Regions from separate parts of the Mus musculus genome. Here regions 1 and 3 are each linked to region 2. The links are chromatin contacts, called in public Micro-C and promoter capture Hi-C maps. All regions are on one chromosome and are shown on one strand. Each heading gives the region's core, a stretch centred on a gene start, on an enhancer-like site or on the middle of the called end of the contact. The rest is flanking DNA. Distances are from core to core; before and after follow the strand shown.

The links. Hi-C and Micro-C count contacts between places; a contact is called where the count stands out from the background. Capture Hi-C pulls out chosen DNA fragments and counts their contacts.
Region 1: a contact with region 2 is called in a promoter capture Hi-C map of adipose tissue. The contact joins two enhancer-like sites. A contact is called at or near these places in 2 of 39 promoter capture datasets (the 3T3-L1 cell line and macrophages), 1 of 15 datasets of contacts at CTCF or cohesin (large pre-B cells), 12 of 484 Hi-C or Micro-C datasets (8-cell embryo, the AML12 cell line, B cells and 9 more), 4 of 115 datasets of contacts at active chromatin or transcription factors (CD8 T cells, embryonic stem cells and extraembryonic endoderm stem cells) and 4 of 9 other capture datasets (adipose tissue, embryonic stem cells, liver and 1 more).
Region 3: a Micro-C map of granulosa cells shows a contact between it and region 2, with 1.8 times the contacts expected there. The contact joins two enhancer-like sites. A contact is called at or near these places in 7 of 15 datasets of contacts at CTCF or cohesin (CD8 T cells, the NIH/3T3 cell line, embryonic stem cells and 3 more), 100 of 484 Hi-C or Micro-C datasets (the 3T3-L1 cell line, the AML12 cell line, B cells and 61 more), 13 of 115 datasets of contacts at active chromatin or transcription factors (CD8 T cells, the HPC-7 cell line, the NIH/3T3 cell line and 6 more) and 4 of 9 other capture datasets (adipose tissue, embryonic stem cells, liver and 1 more).

Annotation. Positions count from the first base shown.
Region 1 is chr4:109,104,271-109,107,564 of GRCm38.p6, forward strand. The region is part of intron 4 of Osbpl9 (oxysterol binding protein-like 9); the gene reads right to left. Among named protein-coding and RNA genes, the nearest start is that of Gm32581, 27 kb to the left of the region's middle. Within about 2 kb of position 1,926, at least 64 of the 459 cell types and tissues checked have an H3K27ac peak or open chromatin away from gene starts, as enhancers often do. A contact at or near this core is called in adipose tissue, where this site is marked.
Region 2 is chr4:109,171,730-109,175,350 of GRCm38.p6, forward strand. Osbpl9 (oxysterol binding protein-like 9) reads right to left here. Exons shown (of 24, transcript NM_001368727.1): 2 at 545-595. Among named protein-coding and RNA genes, the nearest start is that of Gm46867, 29 kb to the right of the region's middle. Within about 2 kb of position 2,147, at least 60 of the 459 cell types and tissues checked have an H3K27ac peak or open chromatin away from gene starts, as enhancers often do. A contact at or near this core is called in adipose tissue and granulosa cells, where this site is marked.
Region 3 is chr4:109,046,645-109,050,209 of GRCm38.p6, forward strand. Nrd1 (nardilysin, N-arginine dibasic convertase, NRD convertase 1) reads left to right here. Exons shown (of 31, transcript NM_146150.3): 17 at 1-37; 18 at 953-1,072; 19 at 2,423-2,474. Among named protein-coding and RNA genes, the nearest start is that of Gm32581, 30 kb to the right of the region's middle. Within about 2 kb of position 1,792, at least 24 of the 459 cell types and tissues checked have an H3K27ac peak or open chromatin away from gene starts, as enhancers often do. A contact at or near this core is called in adipose tissue and granulosa cells, where this site is marked.

The sequences.
Region 1 (3,294 bases), core at 676-3,175, 68 kb before region 2:
AAATAAAAATCCCTTCCTAATAATTTACATATATATAAAACATTTGAGAAAAATTATAATCAATGTATTCATAATCCAGATAAAAAAATTCATGGTAAAAACCATTCTTTTAGGTTTTGTTTGTTTTAAGCCAAGGTCTCACTATGCAATCCTGACTGCCCTGAAACTAGCTATGTAGACCAGGCTGGCCTCGAACTCACAGGAGACCTGCCTGCAACCGCCTCCCAAATGCTGGGATTAAACATCTTGGACCACCTCCACCAGGCTAAACGCTTCCATTTTTAAAGCTATCCAGAGAACTACAACTGTTTGCTGAGCAGAGTGGCGTTCACACATCACCCTTCACAGGAGGATGAGCTCCTGCTAACTTATACACCTGAGAATGAGGAGGAGGCCTGGCTTGGGTTTTGTTTTGTTTCAAGAATATAATGGCGTAATTAGCAATAATGTAACAATCAGGACCCAGTTAGCATCAGGTAAATACACGATTCTTACTCAGCAGTTTGAAAGAACAACTGCACAATCAAGAGTAAACTGAAGAATCTGCCACAAGAGGAGGAAAAGTGGTCTTTAAAAAAATTTCCTCTTCTAAATTCATTTAGAGTTCTTAGAATTCTGTCAACAATTAATTAACAGAATCTTTTAAACAAATCAATAAAATTCTGCTACAGAAGAGAAACAATATTTAAACTTCAAGTCTGAACCCTCCCTCAGTTCTTCAGAAACCACCCTTAGTTGTTTCCCAGCTGAGTCCCATGCACTGTCCTCCCAGCCCCCGATACCCTTCCACGACTTCCCTTTCCCAGCAGAACCAACTGAGCTTCACAACCTCACCACACACATCTCACTGATGCAGTTTTCTTTTTGGAATGCTTATAGGAGGTTTATAATGGAATTCATCAGCCTAAAATCACAGAACTGGCCTGACTTCCCCTGCACATCAATCCAAAAGTTTGCAGATGTGCTTTAAAGGCCCTCTACAGTCAACTCATCTACCACCAATGGAATAATGTTTACAAATTCATCAATAGCATGAACAGGTGACAGTAATAACACTGTTCTTAAATTGACTAAGAATGCACTAAAATTACCACTAGTTTCACTCTCAGTCACTGACTCTATCTTCCCAGTCTCTGAGTCATCTTGTCTCTCCTTGAGTATCTCATGAATGGCAAGAGATAAAACCTGCTGAATTTTTATTTAAAAAAAAAAAAGTTGAAGAGATGGCTCAGTGGCTCAGAGTGCCAGCTGCTCCCCACAAACTTCAGTTCCTGGTGATTCTGTGCCCTTTTCTGGCCTCCCCAGGCACTGTATGCATATGAATCAGCAAGTTTATGTGCACATGCACACACAGACACTAAAAACTGCACTATATACCTGTTCTTCTTTCTAGCCAACATTAGAACAGTGAGGCATTAGACTTATTCATACTGGTCCTTTGTTAGTAAATTTTTTAAAAAAACTTGTATTTATTGAGCATTTATATGTACACACACACACACCCCACTACACGTGTGTGGTCAGAAAGCAGCCTCCGGGAGTCAGTTTTGTTCTCCTTCATGTAGATTCTGGGAATTTAAATCAGATCATCAGGTTTTGCATCAGTGGCCATCCTGCTGGTCCTAGAGACTTCTTTTTAAACAAGACTAAGAATATACATTGTTCCCAAGCAGAGTATGGTCTATCTTCCTTTGAAAGGAAAGGAAACAGGGCAGACTCTGAAAAACTGATTTCACCCTTCTAGAGAGCAGTGTAGGAGTCACATAGATGCATTCGGTAGTACTCTGCACTTGCCCTATCTAACACTGTACACGTTACTGTCTGACTTCTCTGAAGAAAGACAGAGAAGACAGGAACTGTGCCATTCACTCACTAGCACCCTCCAGGGCTGTCTCAGTGCCAGCTGCATGCATGTGGCACCAGTTGTACCAGCTGTCAGCTGCTGCTACCCATGTGCCTGCAATCTCTGTACTTCCATTCTCTCCCCCCTTTCCTTTCTTCTCTTGTCAGGTCCTTCAGCAGTAACTGAAGTGACCATACTGCAGTGCGGTAGTCAGGGCCTCTGCTCTCTGGCTCACTATGCTGATGTTCATTACAGTTCATTACATGTCAGTGTGTACAGGAATTCACTTTATGTTTTAACTAAACACTCATAATCCTAGCACGTAGAGGGAAGATTAAGAATTCTGGGCAGTCAAGACTCTCTCAAAACACTAAAACACATTTTTAAAAAGTTTAAAAGCAGTTACAGAGAAACAAATACAAAATGGTTTATGATATAATAAGAAAATTGAATCAGTATTTTCTAATTTGTAAAATACAGGACTAGCTTAATATTCTTAGAAGACACCTAAAAGCTAACATGTTGGCAAATTAAATCAATTTCCTATTAATGATTCTAGGTGGGACATGAAACAGAGAACAAAATGTTCCACTCCCATTAAAAAGAACACTGTAAGGGGTGCCCTTAAATCCCAAGGTACATGCAAATCATAACTTGCTTTGGCTACTTTCCTAGTAAGACTTTTGAAGCAGGCAGTAGAAGCTTTTAAAATAACTCCTGCTGACAGTGACAGACTAATAGCAAGGGTCAAAGTGACCAAAGGTGACTTAAGGTCTTCTTCCCAGAATCAATAATTAAGAAACTTATGGGTAGCCTTTAATTCCAGTTTAATCCCAGCATTTAGGAGGCAGAGACAGGTGGATCTCTGGTTTGAAGCCAGCCTTGTCTACAGACTGAGTTCCAGGACAGGCAGGGCTTCACAGAGAAACCGTGTCTCGAAAAACAAACAAACAAGGAAAGAACGAAAGGAGCTTCTGGGTAGCTGGAACTGAGAGAGGACTAAAAGGAAGACCGAGTAGTAACACAAACTCAAAACAATGACAGACAGTTTGCTATATGCAGTATTTTTTTTAAACAGTACAAAATAGTATACAATAAAAAATATGTTCTCCCCACAAAAGAAAGGGAAGCCTAGAATCCCAGCATCTGTTAGGTGGAGGCAGGAGGTTCACAAGTTCAAAGCTAGCCTGAGCTACATTAGTTCCTTCCTCAAAACAATTTGTTTAGGGCTGGAGAGATGGCTCAGTGGTTAAGAGCACTGGCTGCTCTTCCAAGGTCCTGAGTTCAATTCCCAGCAACCACATGGTGGCTCACAACCATCTGTAATGGCATCCAATGCCCTCTTCTGGTGTGTTTGAAGAGAGCGACAGTTTACTCACATACATAAAATAAGTAAATCTTTTAAAAAAATGTTTCAAATACATATCTATCTATCTATATATGTATGTATT
Region 2 (3,621 bases), core at 897-3,396:
CCACCCCAATGAGATCTGACACCCGCTTATGGTGCATCTTGAGGTCAGCTACAGTGTACTTATGTATAATAATAAATAAATCTTTAAAAGGTGGGGGAAAGCCGGGCATGGTGGCTCACGCCTTTAATCCCAGCACTCGGGAGGCAGAGGCAGGAGGATTTCTGAGTTCAAGGCCAGCCTGGTCTACAGAGTGAGTTCCAGGACAGCCAGGGCTACACAGAGAAACCCTGTCTCGAAAAACCAAAAACCAAAACAAAACAAAAGGTGGGGGAAGGTGAAAATCGTCATGACGGAAGCAGAAGGATGAAAGCCAGTAGATGCTTTAAGTCATGGATTAAACCATAGGCCAAAATAACGGAGTTCTAGTCCTGGTCCTGATGCTTCTGAGAAGTTCCTTGGAGAAACCCAAGTCCCCTCCCTGAGACTTGGTTATCTGGCCCAATAACTAAGTAAGGAAATTAAGTTAAAAATATAGACTCCGTGGCTCCATCAAAATATTTCTTTTTTGTTGAAATTGGTTTTCATAAAATGAAAAAATACTCACTCTGAGTCTAACGCATCCTCTTCGAGAGCCTCTCATCATTTTGTCCTTGGACTAAAAGAAAAAACAAAACGCTCAATAAATAAAAGGTTAAGACAAATGTTTTTAGAGTCATCTGTGTACTAAAAATTGAGTAACATTTACAGAACTGACCATTCTTTCTGCCCATCATCTGCCACAGAAGAAATCTCTTCTTGCAGGGAAATTACCAGCTTTTAAATGAAAGTAGTTTGCCATCTATTCAAACCAACCTGAACACAGAACTTTACACACATCCTCAGTGCACACAGCCACTGCAATGTCTATCCCTCTCCATGTCCCTTCACTACAGACCAGCATTGAGTGTAAGAATCTCTCCCCATGATGAGGACAAGAGGGAGGGACCACACTTTCCGTGCAATCCCCAGATGTCATGTCTCCTTTTCTGTTTTGCAGCCACTCATCAAAGTGCCTTAGCCATCTGGTCTGGATTCTCACCCTTGAGTGCCCAGCCTCCTGTGTGTTCCTTGATTGGGGCATGTACAGCCTTTGGGGCATTCCTAGGAGGGTGAGAAGTCTATCTTGGCTTATTGTATGCTCTAGTGCAGTGTCTGGTATACATTAGGTGCTCAAAAAGCATATCCTGGTGAGACACTGTTGTCCCTTCTGTCCCCTCACTAGCCTGGGTGGAACTCAGGCTGTTACAGGAAGCATAGAGCTGACATCCAGGAAATAAATGCTCCTGGAAATTAATTGGCCACCCTAAGTAAAATCTAGGAGAGGGATTGTAATACATATGTAATACTTGTAGAATAATTGATATTTTCCACTTCCCACCTGTATGAAAAAAAAAAATCAAAACAAGCAGACTCCATGTGACTGTACAATTGTCCTGCTTGAAGCCCCAGACACCTATAACCTCCAAATTTCTAAGCGATGGGAATTCATGTTCAGAAGTGATTGCTGATATTCTGAAGACAGTCTGCTTTTATTTTTGCAAACACAGATAGATAATTTAGGGGGAAAATACCGGGCATGATCAAAGAGTTCCTTACTAATAGGGCAACTAATAAAAGCATTGCTAAGAGAGGCATTCTTAAGCACTTAATAGCCCTTTTATGGAACTATATTTATCTTCTCTCCAAAACAATAAAGACATGATACAAAAACATTCATTAGGTTAGAATACAACCAATGAGATTAGAATGCAAAGCTATTCACATACACACTCTCCTCTCCTCTCCTCTCCTCTTCCCTTCCCTGCCCTCCCTTCCCCTCCTCCCCCATCTCCTTCATCCTTGAGCCGCCTGCATTGTAAAGCAGTTTTTAAAATCACAAGACACAAGGCCAGACAGGCCAATGATGTTGCTTCCATTTGGATTATGAATTACAAAACACTAAAACAACTGGAAGCAATTACACAAATAGCTGAGGAACTGCTCAGGCGAATCAGAATATGGAGCATTCTACAAAATAACCGACGATAAAAAAATAGTCTCACACAAACAATCCAAACACAAGAGCACAGAAAGCACAAAGGAGCAAGGACAGAGAGCAACTCTGAATCCAGAGATCCAGAGTGGGGGCCCGGGCTGCAGCAGTGAAGCTTGCTGGCTCCTGGGTAAGGCACTGGCAGCACACTAGGGACCTGAGCTCCATCCGGCACCACCCCTCTGCGGCTCCTTCTTCAGTAAGCTGTCTCCTTTGCCTGTTAATATCTCCCCGAGCCTGTTGGATTCTTTCTTCAGGAACACAATAATCTGGAACACTCCAGGTGGTGCCCCCTGAACTCTGTTATCGAGACCAGCCCAACTGCTCTCAAGTCTAGGTCTGGATGATCCTCACGAGCTCCAGGCCAGCTTGGGCTACATACGGAGACTGTTTCAAAATAAAGATAAATATGTCAAGCAAACCAGAACAAAATAATCTTGCAGTCCAAAAGCTCCCACCATTCCTGTGGCCCAGCCTGACTTTCCAGCTCCCTGAACCAGCCAGTCCTTCATGCCTAAGGGCTTTGACAGACTGTTCTCTTGCCTGCAGTGCCTGCCCATGTTCCAGGTTCCTTAACAAGCTAATCCTGCTTACCCTCAGGAAATTCTAGCTGAGGCCCTGGACTACATTATAACCATTCCTGCCAAAAAGCCATTTTTAAAAGACAATCTTTCCCTTCATAATATTGTGGGGAAATAAAACTTCCCTGGATTTCTCTGCGTTCTAATCAAAAGCTGTAGAGCATGTCATAATAATTAATTTTTTCATTTTTCTCTGATCTCAAAGAATAACAAATATTTTCTTTCCCAGTGGAGTGTGAAAATTATATCCTGGAATAGGAAAGTCATTTTAAGAGCATGTAAGAACCACTCAGCTCAATGTATTAAATCTGTTGCCCAACAGGGGTTCTGAATCGCTTTAGTCTGAGGCTATGTTTTCTTACTTTAGATGAACTTCAGGATTCCACTTAAGAAGCCATCCATAGGGGCTGGAGAGATGATTTGGAGCCTAAGCGCACGGGTGGCTCTTGCAGAGAGCCTGGGTTCAGTCCCCAGCACCACATGGTGTCTCACAATCACTGTAACTCCACTTCCAGGGACTGAACACCCTCTTCTGGCCTCTATGGGCACTGTACACATCAGGTACTTAAGTGCATGCAAGCATATACATAAAATAAAATTTTTAAAGTTTTTTTTTTTTAAATCTTCAAGGGCCAGCAAGATGGTTCAGTGGGTAAAACTGCTTGCTACAAAAGCCCTACAACTTGACCTAGATCCCTTGGTGGGAGAAGAGAACTGATTCCCAAAAGTAGTCTTCAAGCCTATGCCTTGGACACATCTGCTATACAACACACACATACACACCATTTATAGTAAATAAAATTTTTTAAATCAAGAAACATTCAAAATATTCTCCATTTAGGCTCCAAAGCTGCAGATACCATTTATATGAAAGTTATTCTTTAAATGTACAAAATAATTTCAATTCCCTATAATTTCTAGAGTTAGTTATAAGAATATATATAATACACACACACACACACACACACACACACACACACATATCCACAGATAAAGAAGGTACTATAGACCGCACAGTTTAATAAAATG
Region 3 (3,565 bases), core at 542-3,041, 130 kb before region 2:
CCAGACCTTCATCTTCCAGCTGAAAATAAGTACATAGGTCAGTAAAATAGGAATCACCATGTGTGTCTGTACATGTGTGTGTCTGTACATGTGTGTGTCTGTACACGTGTGTGTCTGTACACGTGTGTGTCTGTACACGTGTGTGTGTACATGTGTGTATCTGTACATGTGTGTGTCTGTACATGTGTGTGTCTGTACACGTGAGAGTAAATAGGAATCACTGTGTGTGTCTGTACATGTGAAAGATGCATGTAATATATTTATTCAAAAGTATTGATGAGGCTACAGAAATGGTTAAGAGTAACAGCTTGTTCTTTCAGAAGACAGGGTTTAGCTCCCGGCTCCCACATGGTAACTCACAACCATCTCTCCAGCCCCATCTTTTATTCTCCCCTTTCTTTAAATTTACTATCTTTTTTAAGAGATCATTAATCTATAATTTAAAAAAAATTATGTGCGTTTGCTGTTTTGCCTACATGTATGTGTGAGGGAGTTGGAACCACTGGATCTTGAGTTACAGATGGTTGTGAGCTGCCATGCGGTTACTAGGAATTGAACCCAGGTCCTCAGAAGAGCAGCCAGTGCTCTTAACCGCTGAGCCATCTTTCCAGCCCATAAATTAACTATCTTTTATCTACATGCTAATTAAACAGTTTGCCAGTAATTTGAAATAACAAAAGGTGGTATTTGAGCAGAACTATTTGGCAAAAGCAGAACTTAAACTTGGCAAAAGATTATTCTTCTTGAAGAACCTATTCATTCATTGCGTTATACAAGTGTCCAGACCCAAAGGCCACCCTCTCCTAATTAACGGTTACTTGGGAAAGGGAGGCTGAGTGTACAGAGATAAGAATCTGCTGTTGGGAATGAGATAGCTTTAGTTTCCATCTAATTTAAGGCCATGTGTACATTGCATTTGAAAATATGATCACTCTTTTGTTCTTATTGTTAGCCACGGACTTTACGTTGAAGGCTTTTGATTGCCCTGAAACTGAATACCCTGCTAAAATTGTCAATACCGCACAAGGCTGCTTGTGGTATAAGAAAGACAACAAATTCAAAATCCCCAAAGGTGAGATAAAGTAGAGAAAGCTTCCTCTTCTGAGGCAGCCTCTGTTCCTGTTGCCTACTCCTCTCCCTTTGAAGCCCCCTTTACAGTTATAGGCTAACAGTGTGCACCTGTGCTTATGGGAGTGTATACAGACACTCTGCCTTCCAGAAGTAGACAGTCAGCTCTGGGCTGGTGAGCTGGCCCAGCAGCTAAAGGCACTTGATACCAAGCCTGATGCCTGGCTTTGGGCCGGCATGGTAGGAGGTGAGAACCAACTTCTAGGAATTGTCCTCTGACCTTCACAGAAGAATTGTCCTCTGACCTGAACACACACACACACACACACATACATAACTAAAAAATCCAATTCTAGAAAGAAGCTATTTTTAAAGATTTTTCCTTTCAGATAAATTAGTACCAGTTATTTCATAAACTTAGGATTAATAGTATTATTTAGACATTTTTTCTTTTTTTTCGAGACAGGGTTTCTCTGTGTAGCCCTGGCTGTTCTGTAGACCAGGCTGGCCTTGAACTCATAAATCCACCTGCCTCTGCCTCCCAAGTGCTGGGATTAAAGACACTACATTATTTTTAAAAATGGAATAAGATATGAGGAGAATCATTCCTAGATATGATAGGAAGCCTAATCTAGAACTGTAAAGGGAAATCTTCCCTACTGCTTATCTCTGCCTTTTGCTTTTAGCGTGTCTCCTGTGGGGTAAACACACCCTCTAAATTCCTTTGACTTTAAGTCATGGCCAAACCGTGTTGTTCTTGGAATCATACTCTGGACCTAGACAGTCTCCCTTTCACCTTCTCTCCTCCCCTTTCTCTAGAACGTCACGTAATGTGTGACCCAGGCCAGTCTACACATGGCAAGCCTGTGCCTCAGTCTCCCAGGCTTTGGGATTTGGGGCTGTCTCCTCACAGTTTTTCTTGACTGAATCATAAGATTTAAAAACGGTTATTGCCGTTCATTCAGCGTCTCTAGGAAAAGGCTTCATGGCACCTTCCCATGGACACCGAGCTGCTTGATTGATAAATGTTCCTAACGTGTAAACTTCTATAAATATTTTTGCCTGTCTCAAGTTAATGATAAATATGGTTATTCATAGACCTTTTTGTATGTGTCTGATATTCCTGTAGGTTAAAGTGTGCTTCTATGATACTTAATTGGAATGGTGAGAAACACCCTTTAAAAGCTTTAAGAATAAAAATAACGTAGGGATAAAAGAGAATAGACATGTAACGAGGCTTTAGGGACTAGTAGTTTATTTTGAACTTAAAAGCCCCATTAAAAGAAAATAATAGGTGTTAAGATATTTGAGGCCTCTGACCTTTTATATTTTATCCATGGTCTTTTTCTTTCAGCATATATACGATTTCATCTGATCTCACCTTTGATACAGAAATCTGCAGCAAAGTGAGTGTTTGGTTTTTGTTTGTTTGTTTTTTCCCTCCAGAGAAAGGGAGAGGGAGAGGGAGGGGAGAGGGGAGAGGAGAGGGGAGAAGAGAGAGAGAGAGAGAGAGAGAGAGAGAGAGAGAAAGAGAAAGAGAAAGAGAAAGAGAAAGGAAAATGATTGACTGTGCGGGCTAGTTTTACGTATGTCAACTTGCCACAAGCTAGAATTCTTTTGTAGAAGAGGGAACCTCAAGTGTGAAAATGCCCACCAGACTGGCCTGTGGGAAGCCTGTGGTGCATTTTCCTGATTGCCAGTCGATGTCAGTGGTGCCACTCGTGGGCTGTTGGTCCTTCATGCTCTAAGAAAGCAGGCTGAGCAGACCCTAAGAAGCAAGCCAGTATGCAGCACTTGCCCATGGCCTCTGCATCCAGGTTCCTGCTCCGTTTGAGTTCCTGTCCTGGCTTCCTTTGATGATGGACTGTGATGTGGAAGTGTGAGAGAATAAACCCTTTCCTTCCCAAGCTGCTTTTGGTCACAGTGTTTATCACAGCAGTGATAACCCTACCTAAGAAGCTGGTGCCAGGAGTGGGATGTTGCTGTGACAGACTGGACCCTGTTTCCAGGAGGATTCTGGAAGGACTTTTGAACTTTGGGCTAGAGAAGCCACTTACGTGTTCAAAGCTTGGTGCTCTGTTCTGGGTCCTTGGAGGGACATCTCTGAGATGCAGATGACATGCCTGGCTCGTGAAGTTCCCAAGAGAAGCATAGATGCTATTGGGCCTCTTGTGTGATATTTTGAATTTGTGGTGTCTGGTTAGTTGGAGCTGAAGGAGCAGCCGTGGTAAGAAGCAATGAGTGCTGTGGAGGCAGACTCTTCTGGGAGGCACTTCCTCGGGGCCAGCACGTGCTGACGTTTTTCTCGTTATTGGAAAGCAGTTTTATCTCAGTCTGAACAGTTGGTGATTTTCTAGTTCAGCACTTGAGCTATGCTAGCTGTTTGTTTATTTTTTGTGCTCTAAACAGATTAGGAAAACTTGTAAGCAGATCACCGTTACCGGACTGGGAAAGGCCTTGACATTCAGCCCTCACTGTGAACTAGGGGTATAGCCGT